Regions from separate parts of the Arachis hypogaea genome. Here region 2 is linked to region 1. Evidence: chromatin contacts called from public Hi-C data. All regions are on one chromosome and are shown on one strand. Each heading gives the region's core, a stretch centred on a gene start, on an enhancer-like site or on the middle of the called end of the contact. The rest is flanking DNA. Distances are from core to core; before and after follow the strand shown. Region 1 holds the start of LOC112720018 (pentatricopeptide repeat-containing protein At4g20740). Region 2 has its middle 5.3 kb from the start of LOC112720020.

The links. Hi-C and Micro-C count contacts between places; a contact is called where the count stands out from the background.
Region 2: a Hi-C map of leaf shows a contact between it and region 1, with 7 times the contacts expected there. The contact joins the enhancer-like site here to the promoter of LOC112720018 in region 1. A contact is called at or near these places in 4 of 8 Hi-C or Micro-C datasets (leaf and an unstated tissue).

Annotation. Positions count from the first base shown.
Region 1 is chr11:5,466,850-5,473,960 of arahy.Tifrunner.gnm2.J5K5, forward strand. LOC112720018 (pentatricopeptide repeat-containing protein At4g20740) reads left to right here and starts at 2,563. Exons shown (of 4, transcript XM_025770811.3): 1 at 2,563-2,698; 2 at 4,117-6,639; 3 at 6,909-7,067. The coding sequence starts at 4,253. The coding sequence ends at 6,415. It also overlaps the pseudogene LOC112720867.
Region 2 is chr11:5,581,090-5,588,200 of arahy.Tifrunner.gnm2.J5K5, forward strand. No RefSeq gene overlaps it. Among protein-coding and RNA genes, the nearest start is that of LOC112720020, 5.3 kb to the right of the region's middle. Within about 2 kb of position 3,337, at least 3 of the 3 cell types and tissues checked have open chromatin away from gene starts, as enhancers often do.

The DNA of each region.
Region 1 (7,111 bases), core at 1,313-3,812:
CCTGTAGCAATTTCATATATTAAGAGGGTAGGTGGTCGTTGAAGATTTATTTAACAAGGATCATTAGGTATTGAACATGTAATCAAGTTTTTTGTTCTTTTTTTACAGAGTAGTAACCAATCCTAATTGCACAAGCATTCTTTTAATACCAAATAAGCTACTGTTTATAACCTTTGACCCCTGAATTTGTACCTTTTGCAGATTATACTTTGCTCATCCATGAAACATTTCTGTGGATCTAAGAAAGATACAATCCTTGGAGAGGTGCTCTTTACAGCTTTTGAATTTGCAAAAATTAAATGATTCCTCTTTTTTTTTTAAATATATATTGATTCTTAAGGTTCTAATAATCTTGCAGCTATATAAATCTTACTCTGAGTTATGCAAATCATCACTGATTCTCCCAGCAGGAATCTTGGAATTCTCAAACATGTGCAGAGTGCTTAATGACCAGGTATCTGAAACAAAGCAGTACAGAAGTTGATTATGGATTTCTAGATGTAGCTTTCTGCCGTTGATTATGAATATTCCGATGAAGCAAAGTGGCAATAAGTAAAATGATGAAACATATTATTACTGCAGGGCCTCATTAAACTAGTTGATTATGGATTTCTAGATGTAGCTTGCTGCCGTTGAGTATGAATATTCCAATGAAGCAAAGTGGCAATAAGTAAAATGATGAAACATATTATAACTGCAGGGGCTCATTAAACTAGGACCATCACGAGAGGATAAATTGAAAAGGGTAACACTAAAAGTTGACAAGGCCGATATTACTTTTGCATTGCAGGTAGTGGTTTTGGCCTTTAGGACCTTGTATAATTTGTTTACATTTTCTTTCTGAATTTGCAGTAACATTTCTGTGTTATTTAAATTTCATGACACAGGGAATCCGATTTTTTAGAAATTTCTTCAATGATCCACTCATGATTGGTGATTTTGGTTTAGCTTGATGTGAGACAGTAGATTAATTAGTTTTATGTTCTCCACTCCATAGATAAAGGTTGGAAGCCCTTATTTTTACATGCCTTTAATTTTTCTTAAATGCAACTCATGCCCGTACTTTTTGGTTCCTTGTTCTCTTGCAGGTTATTTCATTATATATGAAATTGCTTGGGAATTGGGAAGAATTTTCAGCTGACAAGCAACAGCTGTGATAAGATATTCAGATTATTTGTTTTCCTAGAGAGCAATGCAAGCAAAGAAAGAAAACATGATTTTATCTCTGGTTTTATTCTAAATTTTGGAAGCTTAGTTACGACAGTAAACTTATTCTTTTCTCATCAACAATAAAAGCTAAATCGCCTTGCTTGTTTTTTTTTTTTTTTTTTGGGGGGGGGGGGGGGGTACATAGGTCAGAATTTATCACCTCATTAAATGATTCTTTTCTCAAGTTGAAATTTGTCAATGAAGGTTTTGTAATATCTGTGATTGTTATCCTGAGATATTCGAAAAGGTAATTACCATTGTCTATGTTTTGCATTCTCTTGTAAGCCTTCACAATTTAAATCACAAGTACCTAATTCAATTCATCTGACAAAAAATTAGGCTCATTTTTTATTATCAAATCATGAGTTCATTCCATAGTTGTCAAAATCATATCGATTCGTCCAGTCAAACTGAAAAACTGGCGAATTTGTCACAACGTTGGTTCGGGTGAGCTATTTGACCGCACATGAAAATGAACCGGTGAGACTCAGTTCGAACTGGCTGGTCTTAACCAAAAAAGGTGAATCGACGAGTTTTAAAAAACCCGAATCGATCGATTCAGAGCTCATTTTTTTGCCCCCTAACATAAAACATCGTTTCTCTCTTAAAAAAAGGAAACTCTAAAACGGCTAACGAAGCCCCGATCCCACCTGAGAGTTTAAGACCTAGTCCTCTCAATCTCACACAGCGACTTAGAGAGGCTCACACCACCGGCCGATTGCTGCAATGTTGTCGGGTACTGTCTCGTCCCGTCGGCCCCTGTACATCTCCTTCATTGACTCGTCGCCTGCTGTGCGTCTCTTCGTCGCCATGCTTGGTTTCCGATCTCCCTCTTCTCTACCCACTGCTGAGTGCAAATTGCATCAGGTATGTTTAATTTTTTTTTGTAAGTTATTCAGTATTTTAGTTAGTGAGTTATAAGTATGGTAGTTATTGAGTTATAAGTATGGTTCTGAAGACCGGATATGACCGGCTGGTCGGGCCAGTTTGACCGTGAACCAATGGCATTATCGGCTCGATCCTCTAAAAAAACCGCCAATGAGAAACTGTGCAAAAACCGTTGAATTGGTCGGTTCTCGGTCGGTGAACTGAACCGGAACCTGGCCGGTTTATCTAAAATGATGCCGTTTTGACTTTTGATATTTAATTTAAAAAAGGAAAAGGGTTCTGCCGTTCTGAAAGACTGAAACCCAGTCTCTCCCCTCTCCCTCACGCAGCTCTTCCAAGTTCCAAAGGTCTTCGATCGCACAACCCTTCCTTGATAACCTTAGCCTCATCGCGCCGCCCTCCTGTCTCACCGTGGTCGTTCGCTAATCCTCTTGGTTCGTCGTTCTCGAAGACCCTCCCTTAGTTCGCCAACGCGAGCATCTCCAGGTCCTGCTCCGCAGTTCTTGCCCGTCGTCCATCCGTCGTGTGCGTCGTCAGTGTTCGTCGCCAGCTCGCCGTCGTCCGTCACCAGCTCGCCAGTGTTTGTCGCCAGCTTCCCGTCGTCCGTCGCTCTCCCTCAAGCCTCTGCTCACTGTTACTGTCTTAATGCTTGATGATAATTTGATAACTCTGTTACTGATTCACTGCTCAATCTTGATTTTTTTTTCCTTTGTTGTTAAATTTTATTGATGATCAATTTTGTGCTCGTTCAGACATTCTGTGCTTTTTTCTGTTCTTAATCATTGTGCTAAGTTTGTTAAAATTGGGAAACTTTGTTAATTTTTGTACTTGACTTGTTAAAAACTTAAAATTATGTTAAAAACTTTATTAATCTTTGTTAAATCTTGTCAATTTTTGTTAAAGTTGTTCATTGTTGTGCTAACGTAAATTGGTCAGTTTTGAAGTTAATTCAATAAAGAAAAGCATAAATTGAATTAGTTAGTTAATTCAATGAATTTTTCTTTCAGTTATGGATGATAGGGTCAACCAAAAAATATTCATTTGTGTATCTTTTGATTCTTCTGTGTAACATGGTGGAAATAAAGGTGAAGATGATCTTAATGCAGTGAATCTGCAGTAAATTTTTGCGAATTTTGATGATTGATGAGAAATTTTTATGTTGACATTTTATATTTGGATATTCCCTTATGTTATTTGATTTTTGAGTTTGTATTTTAAATTTTTAATAGCATCATAAGACTTTAGTTGTTATAATACTTTAAATTTAAATGATATTTTAAAGTTTATACTAGATTATAATTATGTTTTAGTGTATTTATTTATATTTTATTTATAAAATTTTATTATAAAATGGTTATTTCGGTAGAACTTTAGTTATAAGTTGATTAACTGAGTAATTGGTTATAAGTTGATTAACTGAGTAATTGATTAATGATGTTGATTAACTAAATCGGTTGATTCTTGATTGTTGTTGATTATATTTGATTGATTATAACTTGTTGATTCTTAGGTAGATTATTCAATTTTTTGTTTTAGAGTGTAATATATTGTTCTATATTATTGCTGTTGTATATATATTGTTTTAGGATGGCTTTATCAAATACACCATCAGAATTTGAGACTTAATTTTTTTTAAATGCTAATAAAAATGTATATTTTAAATTTTAATTTTAAATTTTTTATTATTTTATATTTTTTATTTATGTGGAACTGGATTAACTAATTAAATCAATGACTCACTGGTCAGTAATTCAATGACCCAATAGCTTGATTGGTTCTATCACCTCTTCGGCTCTAACAACTATGGTTCATTCAGTTAACTCTCACTAGGATGTTTGTGCTGTGTTGTGTCATCTCAAAACCCATTTCCAATAAGAAGTAAAAATATACTGCCATAGCCCATAGGCCTATACTCCTATATCTACTGTATAAATCTCCTATATCGAGAAATTTGCTGCACAACAAGATAAAAACTGAAATCAAACTTCAAAAATTAATGTCAAGAATATTAATTTGCAGGCACACATAAATTTCGTAAAACTGACGCAGTTTTTTTCTCTGCTCCATCTTCGCTCTCACACAGTCACACTCCTCTTCCTTTCACTGCCGGCCCCGGAGTCACAACCACCACCACGGCACGCAGTCCAATTAAGAAATGCCCCCGCCAGCATCACCACCCCCCAAAGCAAACAAGCCATACTTCTTCTACGGCCACCGCACGCCCTCCCAGAACCGCCCAACCGTCCGCGGCGGTCTCTTCTCGAACCGCCAAACCCTCAAACCCCAGAAACCCCCCTCGAAACCCTCCATTCCCTTCGACATTCACAAGTGGGACCCTCATTTCCTCCCCCAAAACCCCTCACCACCTCCTTCCCCGTCTCCTTCATTCTCATTCTCCTCCTCCCCTCGCCTCTCTCCCATCGCCCGATTCATCATCGACGCATTCCGCAAGAACCGCCACACCTGGGGCCCCTCCGTGGTTTCCGAGCTCAACAAACTCCGTAGGGTCCCACCCACCCTCGTTGCTGAGGTTCTCAAGCTCCAAACAAACCCTACCCTCGCCTCCAAATTCTTCCATTGGGCTGGTAAGCAGAAAGGCTTCCACCATAATTTTGCATCCTATAATGCTTTTGCTTATTGCTTGAACCGTAGCAATCGGTTCCGGGCAGCTGACCAGCTGCCCGAACTTATGGACTCGCAGGGGAAACCCCCCAGTGAGAAGCAGTTTGAGATTTTGATTAGAATGCATTCTGATGCCAATAGGGGACTTAGGGTTTACTATGTGTATGAGAAGATGAAGAAGTTTGGCGTTAAGCCTAGGGTATTTTTGTATAATAGGGTTATGGATGCGTTGGTAAAGACGGATCATTTGGATCTTGCGCTCTCGGTTTATGACGATTTTAGGGAGGATGGATTGGTGGAAGAGGCTGTTACTTTCATGATTTTGATTAAGGGGCTGTGTAAGGCCGGGCGAATCGACGAAATGCTGGAGGTTTTGGAGAGAATGAGAGTGAATTTGTGCAAGCCGGACGTGTTTGCTTATACCGCTTTGGTTCGGATGCTGGTTCCGGAGGGAAATTTGGATGGTTGTTTGAGGGTTTGGGAAGAAATGAAGAAGGATAAGGTTCAGGCTGATGTGATGGCTTATGCTACTATAATTATAGGGTTGTCGAAAGGAGGGAGGGTTGAAGAGGGTTATGAGTTCTTCAAGGAGATGAAGAGTAAGGGTCATTTGATAGATAGAGCTATATATGGGTCACTTATAGAGTCGTTTGTGGCGGAAAAGAAGATTGGTGTGGCTTTCGATTTGTTGAAGGATTTGGTTAACTCAGGATATAGGGCGGATTTAGAAATTTATAATTCCCTTATTGAAGGCTTGTGCAATGTGAATAAGATTGAGAAGGCTTACAAGCTTTTCCAAGTTACTATTAAGGAGGGCCTTGAGCCAAATTTTTTATCAGTGAAACCATTGTTGCTGTGTTATGCTAAAGCAAAAAAAATGGAAGAACTCTTCAAGCTTCTCAAGCAGATGGAGAAGTTAGGTTTTCCAGTTATTGATGATCTTGCCAAATTCTTATCCCTTCTGGTGAAGGAGGGACCATTAGTAGCATTAGAGGCTTTTACACACTTGAAGGCAAAAGGTTATATTAGTGTCGAAATGTACAATATTCTTATGGATTCTCTACACAAGGTTGGTGAGATAAAGAAGGCTCTATTACTCTTTGACGAAATGAATGCCTCAAACTTGAAACCTGACTCATTTACATACAGTATAACAATTCTATGCCATGTTGATCTTGGTAAAATTCAGGAGGCATGTGAGTATCACAATAAGATCATTGAGATGTCTTGTATTCCTTCTGTTGCTGCTTACAGTTTCCTTGCCAAGGGGCTTTGTAAAATTGGCGAGATTGATGCAGGTATGATGCTTGTCCGTGATTGCCTTGCCAACATAGACAGTGGTCCTATGGAATTCAAATATAGTCTTACCATCATTCACTCATGTAAGTCAAATGATGCCGAGAAAGTGATTGAAGTATTGAATGAGATGATGCAACAGGGTTGCCCTCTGGACATTGTGGCATGTGCTGCAGTTATATCTGGCATGTCTAAGCACGGAACAATTGAAGAGGCCAGGAAGGTTTTTTCAAACTTGAGGGATCGCAGATTGTTAACCGAAGCTGACACCATTGTGTATGACGAATTACTAATCAATCACACAAAGCAAAGGACCGCAGACTTGGTGCTATCAGGAATTAAGCTCTTCGGTTTAGAATCTAAACTAAAATCAAAGGGTTTTAAGTTTTTGCCAAGTTGAAAACTGTTGTGCAGATCAATTGATGTATTTCTTCTCTCAACATGTTGAATATGCATAGTGATGCAGAAAAGCAGTAGGGAATGAAGAGTTCCAATGGTGTGGTTGGCTGCTTCTCAAACATCTTATTTCTTGTGGTTCATATGTGTGGTGGTAGCTTTAAATGATTTTTCAAAGCATCAGACTTGGGTTGCTGGACATAACTCATAATCCATAGTTCTGTCGAGGTAATCTGTTGCTTCTTTGACAAAATAATGTCACCTCGGTGCATTCGATATTAATCCATAGCATAAGCTCATCGTTGCTTCATGATTTTTTTTACATAAATGTATTGTTTGATGAGTAGAATTAAGAGTATTACATAGATACAAGTGTTAATACGAAATCCTTTTACTCACACTTGATCCTTCTCCTTATCTTATCCTCTCACTCCTCTCATTAGGTCTTGTAACCCATTGAAAAAACTTTGTTGTAACTTCTCAATTTCATTTCTCAGGTCCAGTGATGATTCCGACAAGATGCATTTTGTTGGAACATTATATACAGGAAGATGCTTTCCTAAGGAGCCGAAGTGGAACTAATTTAATATTTAATAGGACAGACGAAGATTTGTGAAGCACAATTCACCATTGCTGTTGATATCTCAAGAGCAAAAGTATGTATTAAAACAATTCACAATTATTATTAGATTAGCATGCA
Region 2 (7,111 bases), core at 2,087-4,586, 120 kb after region 1:
GGAGAGAAATTGGAGGAACAAAAAAAAATAATATGTCCTTCTAAATAATTTGAGTTTTTCTTAGGTTCTTGGTTAATAATGTTTCAACACCTAGATCTGCTTCCAAACATATTCGTCAAAGCATATGGCATTCATTGAATTAGGAATGGGTTTTGTACTGTTTAAGATAAAGTATTTAAGTGAAGCCAAGCAGAAAATGACGCCATTTTCACGTGAAATTATTATGAAGAGTTGGTATAATTGGTTATTAGATTTGAGGCTATTATCTCTCCATATCCATAAACCCATACCTCTTTAAGTGAACTCAGTGCTTCTCACTATTACATCTACATTCTCCTATTAACTTCTTGGATTAATTTCTACTTACAAGTGGTTTAACTCATCCATTAAACGCATTGTTTATGTTACGTGTCTTTTTAACAGAATTTTAAATCAATTCAAATCAATTAACGCACAAATATATAACTTTCATTTTTTAAAAGATTTCGTTTCTTTTTTCGAGTTTTTTGCCAAATTTGTTGGATCTCCTTCGTGCGTTCTCTCTTTGCTTCGTTTTTTTCGATTTTTATGGTTTCTGAAATCAAGCTTTCAAATCGTTTTAAAGATAATAGAACTTCAGAAATACATCCAAACGATTACAGAAATACACTTAAACGATTACAGAAATACATCCAAACGGTTACAGAAATACATCCAAACAGTTACAGAAAGAATTACAGAAATACACCTAAAACAGAAGAAGACAGTATATTTCTTCTTGAAATCTTTTAATGTTTTGCTGGTTAAGGATGAGGTACAAAGCAGAGACAATCTAGAAAAGAAAATCTAGAAGAACAGTAAAACAGTATCTTAAATAATGTGTCTTCTTTTTTTCTGGTGATTTTTTATGGAAATTTGTATCTTTTTTCTTGATTTCTTCTACTCTTCGCGAGGAGTTGGAACGTTTCTGCAGAATCGTAGTAGTTTGTTTCGAATGTCCCTTGAATCTTGATGGTTTGCGTTTTGATTGAGGAAGAAGAAAAAGAATGAAAGTGTTGTGAAAGGGGCGCGTGTTTTTTCTTGGATTTGGAACAACTTGTATAGCTTGTAAGCCAAAAAGGCTTATATTTGTAGCAGACCTCTAATTTCTTTTTTATGTTTTTTTTTTTGTTTAATTATTGTAGTGAGTTATAATACATTGACAGAAATTATCACAACAAAATCCTAGTTATTACGGTGAAAATGACTAAGCTAAGGCATTCTAATAAAGATTTTTTTTTTAAGTATTGATTTTTCAAGACTTAAAAATTAATATTTTTTGAGAGCCGACATTTTGATGACTCCATTCTATAATACTTCACTCGATCTTTTACCAACCATAATATTTTATTGGTTAAGACTTATTATAGGTAATTTTTTTTGTTTGGCCAACTCTCAACGAGTATTAATATATATAATAATATATAATGAACTACAAAATCTTACGATGAAAAATCATTACCATAAAAATGAACTATTATAATAATATATAGATCAAATGAAGAGTTCAAAATTTTGTAAAACACTGCTTTTTTTTTTTTTTTAAATATTGATCTCCTCGATATATTAGAATTCCTTTTCACGCATCGACTTCTTAAAATTCATAACATAGATGTATGTTAAGCAAGTATAAAGTCGATAGTGTCCTTTGGATTCAAAGTTTCTTAGGTAGCGTTTATTTTGAGGTACTGAGATAGAGACTAAAAGACTGAGACTTAGTATTATGTTTGTTGATTCAGAGACTGGTATTAAAATTTTTGTCTCTGTCTAGTATTTTTAAAAAGTAGAGACACAGGAGACTAAAATTTTTAGAGAGAGACTGAAACTTTAATGACATTTTATACCTAAAATACATTCATTTTAATTAATTAATTTCAATTTTATTCTTTGTACAAATTAAATTAGAATTTCATTCTTGTTTCAAGTTCTGTCCGTCACTTTGCACCAAACAGAATATTAAAATTTATTTCAATCTCTGTCTCTTAATCTCTATCTCTCAATCTTAGTCTTTCTGTCTCTGTCTCTGTCTCTGTCTCTCCACCATACACTACCTTATGGTAAGATAGTATGTAGATAATAGGTTATTGCTCTTTTTGGTTTATTTTGTAGGGGTACACATTTAATGGCTTATTTTCAAGTAATATCATGAATAATGTCACCTACTTTTGTAATTATTTAGCCTAATTTGTCCGAAAAATAATGTTAGTGCATTTTGCTTTTAATTCCTTTTTGTTGGTTGCTTTTACTTGTTTTAATAGAAAATTATTGGGATCCAAAAGTTAAAAAAGAACGACACAAAATATTAAAATTATACACCGAAAGTGTAAAATAATTTTACTTAAACATTAATTCAACTGTATATTGTTAATTTTTTATACGGCCAAAAAAAAATTAAAATTTTTAAATTCACTGTTTAATAAGTTAATTAAATATATAAATTTAATTCGATGATTCTGTAAAATTAAAGTATATCAAATTTTCTCACAATCCCTCAGACAATCAACCACGCGGTTTTCTGGTTATTATGACATCTAGGACATGTATCCAAACAGTCAACCTGCGCTTATTATTTTTTATGTGTGAGAGAGGGAAGTGTATAACAAGAAGCTGTGAGCATATGTATGTTTTACATTGGTATGGGATGTACAAATCTGATGCACCGATTTGTTTGTTTTATTTTTTTTTTAAACAAACAATCACAAATCGGACGGTTCGATTTGTGATTTCGAAAATAAAAAAATTTTTAATGTTGAAATCGGACCGTCCGATTTTTATTTTAAAAAATAAAAAAAAAAATAAAAAATACAAAACGGACCATCCGATTTGTAGTTTATTTTTTTTTCCAAACAAATCGGACCCTCCGATTTGTAGTTTATTTTTTTCTTCAAACAAATCGGACCGTCCGATTTGAATAAAACACCATATAAAAAAAAACACCTAATCTTTCAATAATAATGTATTACACATATATTTAATCAATATAAAAAAAAATTAGCCCCAGAAGTGAGTATAAAGAGAATAATCTAAAAAATCTGTAAAAATATTTTTTGGAATATAAAAAAAATAATGCTACACGTAATCTCCTTCCTAAAGTATTTTCTTCTTTTTCCCTTCAAGATATATTGTTCCTCTTGTTATTTATTTATTTATTTGTACTAAGTTCTCTTGTTAATTTTATTTATTTATTTATTTATTTGGTCATTAAATAAATAATTTTATTTATTTAATGTGAGATCAGAACAGCAAACACTTGAAAGGGACAATGGGCCATGAGTTTAGAACAGGCCCAACAAAACAGATCATTATGTAAACATATATTCTTTTAAAACAGATCTTGGGGCGGATGTGGGTTGGGCTTTGGGTGTCCTAAGGTGGGTTTAAGTTTAGTTCTGGCCCCATCCGTAACTAGCAGGCCATGACAAAAAAATTGATCATTATGTAAGCTGGTAGAGATACTTTCATATGAGTTTAAGTGTCCAAAAATATTGTTTAAGCACTATTGAAGTTATTTTTTGTTATGATCAGATAGATTAGACAACTTTCAATCCTAGATATCACATAACACATTCACATACTCCTCACACACTTACCACACATTGTAGCAACAGTTAGAAAATTTTTTCGATCGGTTACAATCAGTGAGATTTGAACCCGAGACCTCTAGATGGAGAGAAGAAGATTATATTATTTGAATTATAACTTATTGTCAGTACTATTGAAGTTGACCATAGTCACTTAGTCAATGACCAAAATAAAAAAAAAAAAACAAGTTGACCATAGTTCATGACAAAAAAAAATGTTCATAGTGATTCTCTTGAATTAGGCATAGTTCATGACAAAAAAGAAATTGAGTTTTATTTTTTATTTAATTAACAGTTAGTTAGTTAACAAAATATGGAGAATGATGAGTAAAAGTTAATTGTTTTAGTTGTTATTGTAGGGAGAGAAAGATTAAATTTTTAAAAAAATTTGATCGTTGTAAAAGTTGAATGTTGGTTGAAAAAAATTTATTTCTAATCTTTTTCTCATTTTATTTATGTGTATTATAGTATTTTTTATTTTAAAAAACAAATTTATTAAATATTATTGGTGTAACTTGCATTTATTATTTAAAGCCATTTTATTTTGTTGTACCAAATATATGTAACTATTATGGATTTTAAAAAATCATCTTTAAAAGGCTAATAAAGATAAACAACCTTTAAATGATTAAAGCAATTTCTAAGGAATTTAGGCTATTGATATGGCCATCGGGTAATGCTTGTTCAATTGTACTATATATTTCAAAGATACATTACTAACTTGTTTTAAGGTAGAGTTTTATTGAGTAGTATGTTTAATATATTTGTTGACACTCTTTTGATTGAAAGTAAATATCTTTAATAATATATTAAAAAATTTAAAATGTTCATTCCTATATCTTTAAAAGGGTATTTTAAGGACTTTTTTTTTTTTTTTTTGAGATCATTCCTACAAATTTCTGTGTATAGTCTCACCCAAGAAAAAGAAATCCTTGTAGCTAATCGTCTAGACTTAGTTCAGGGTATTTATTAGTTTTTAATTATCATTTAATTGTAGGCCAATTTATGTAGAATGTATTGAATTTAGGGATGAGTAGGCAATATTTATTTTTGCTCTTTGTTATCCACATCTGAATTCTAGTCTATATCCAAATACAAGAGTAGATCTTTAGTTTTATTGCTATATCCTTCAATCGGTCATGAATGAGATAAACAAGTTTTTATACGTGTTTGGTTATTATTGTTGAATAATGGTGTAAATATTTTTGTCTAATATTTCTAAAAATAAAAAAAAAATCATTTTTAGATGTAGAAAATATTAGCTAAAATAGTTGCTAAATATTATTTTATGTTTAAAACTTGTATATAAAATTATTAATTAAGAAATTGAAGTACTTATTGCGACACTATGACACATGCGAGTACAAATGAATTAAAGAAAATAATGTAGAAAACAATTTTCGTGGCCAATGAGTTATAACTCAAATGGCATATTCTCCACATACTCACCTAAAAGGTCGCGGGTTCGAGTCTTTCTATTTTCGATAAAAAAAAAATATTCTTATGTGGCAGTGTTTTTCTCCTGCTTTATTAGTGGAAAGGAAGTAGAATAGTCCATGGACTTTAATGTTTTATTTTTCTTTGGACAAGGTGGTGGACTTTAATTTTTTAGTTGTGTGTTAGATAATAGTAATGGGACAAAAAAAATAAAAATATTATTTGTTCATGTTACAAGAGTCTAGGTCTACATTAAATTAATACCAAAAAGTAGCCGTTAAAGACTTTTCTCTCCATACATTTGCTGAAAAACCACCCACCCAGGCCATATGACCATTACAGGGAGGCCGGAGACTGCTCCAGGCAACTACCATGCCACTGATCAAGAACAAGAACCTCCAAGATGCAGTACGAAAAAAGTAAAAAAAGGGCGAAGAAGGCTTTTCTGAAACATCCTCTCTGATGCCTAGAGTTGAAGAGTGGATGTAGGAAGAGACAGGCAACGCCGCCATCTCTTATGCAAACATGGTAAGGGGCGGCAGCAGAGAAAGGGCAATGGAACCTCAAAAATCGGAAGAAGACTGTATGAGCGAAGACAAAGAAATTCCAGAATCTAAAAATAAGGAAACAAATGGACTACAAGAAAATTAACAAAAATCAGACATAGTGGTGGAAGATCTTGGAGAAGGTCTATACAACATAGACATTAATGAAAGAGACAAAAAAGACATATAAAAACTATGGTGGAACTCCCTGATAGTGAAGCTAATAGGAAGAAAAGTTGGTTATGTGGTCATGAAAAGAATACTTGAGGCAATGTGGGGAAGAGTTGGAGGTATTGATGTCATAGACCTTGGCAACAATTTTTATCTCGTTAAAACCACACTGAAGATGATCTTAATCATGCCCTCTTAGACGGTCCTTGGAAGGTATATGACTACTACCTTGCTATCCGCCTACGGGAACCTAACTTTAAACCCTTTGTCACCACCACAGACAAGATCACTGCTTGGATCAGACTGCCCGGATTACCTATTGAACTATACAACAAAAAAATTATGAGAAAGATAGGCGATCTAATTGGAAGGATCTGCAAAATAGATTATAACAACCCAACTGTGCAGGGATAAATTTGCTAGACTATGCGTCGAGGTGGACTTGACAAAATCGCTTCTAGGAAGATATAAAGTGAACGGTACTCTATATAAAGTCGAATATGAGAAAATTCATCAGATCTGTTTTACCTGCGACAAGGTTAATCATGAGTAGAAACACTACGCCATTTAGAGAGAAATGAGGGAGAACAATACTATGGAACAACCACAAGAACCTACTCATGGAGACAAGGAAAAAGGACAACCCCAATATGGAAGTGAATTGAAAAATACATATGTACTCCTAAGCATGGAGGGGAGTTTGGGCATGAGAAACTTGAGTACTACTATGAATGATACTTTTTTACTAAAGATTATTTGGAACATTCGTGAAAATCCTAACTCGCTATGGACAGAAGTCATCATCAACAAATATTGCACCAATAACAGAAACTTTAATCAGCCTATAGTTAGGAACACTGACTCACCTCTCTAGAAGGAGCTGGTGAAACTCTGGCCAACCTTTAAATATTTCACTATCTACTAAATTGGAGATGGGTTGTCAACTAATTTCTAAAAAAATTCTTGGGTAGAAGTGATGCGTGAGCATCTTGTATCTTTTTTTCCCTTTAATTTCTAGTTGTTTTTAGATATAAATGATTAAATTTTATATTATTTTAGTGCAAAAATCCTCTTTGGATGCTACTTTGAGTTGTTTTAGTATTTTTATGATTTTAGGTAAAATTCGGAGTAATTTGGCAAAGTTTTGAGCAAAAACAGAAAAGTTAACAGCTTGGCGTTTAGCGCCAGCAACACGCCACAACCAGAATGGCTCTACCCCCTTATGAGCGCTAAACGCCCAACTAGCATTTAGCACCAGCAAGCTTGATCCGAATTGAAGGCCCACTCTTGGAGCATCTCTAATTGAACTTAGCTTAGTTATCTTTTATTTTATATTTGTAATTTTTATTTAAAAATAAT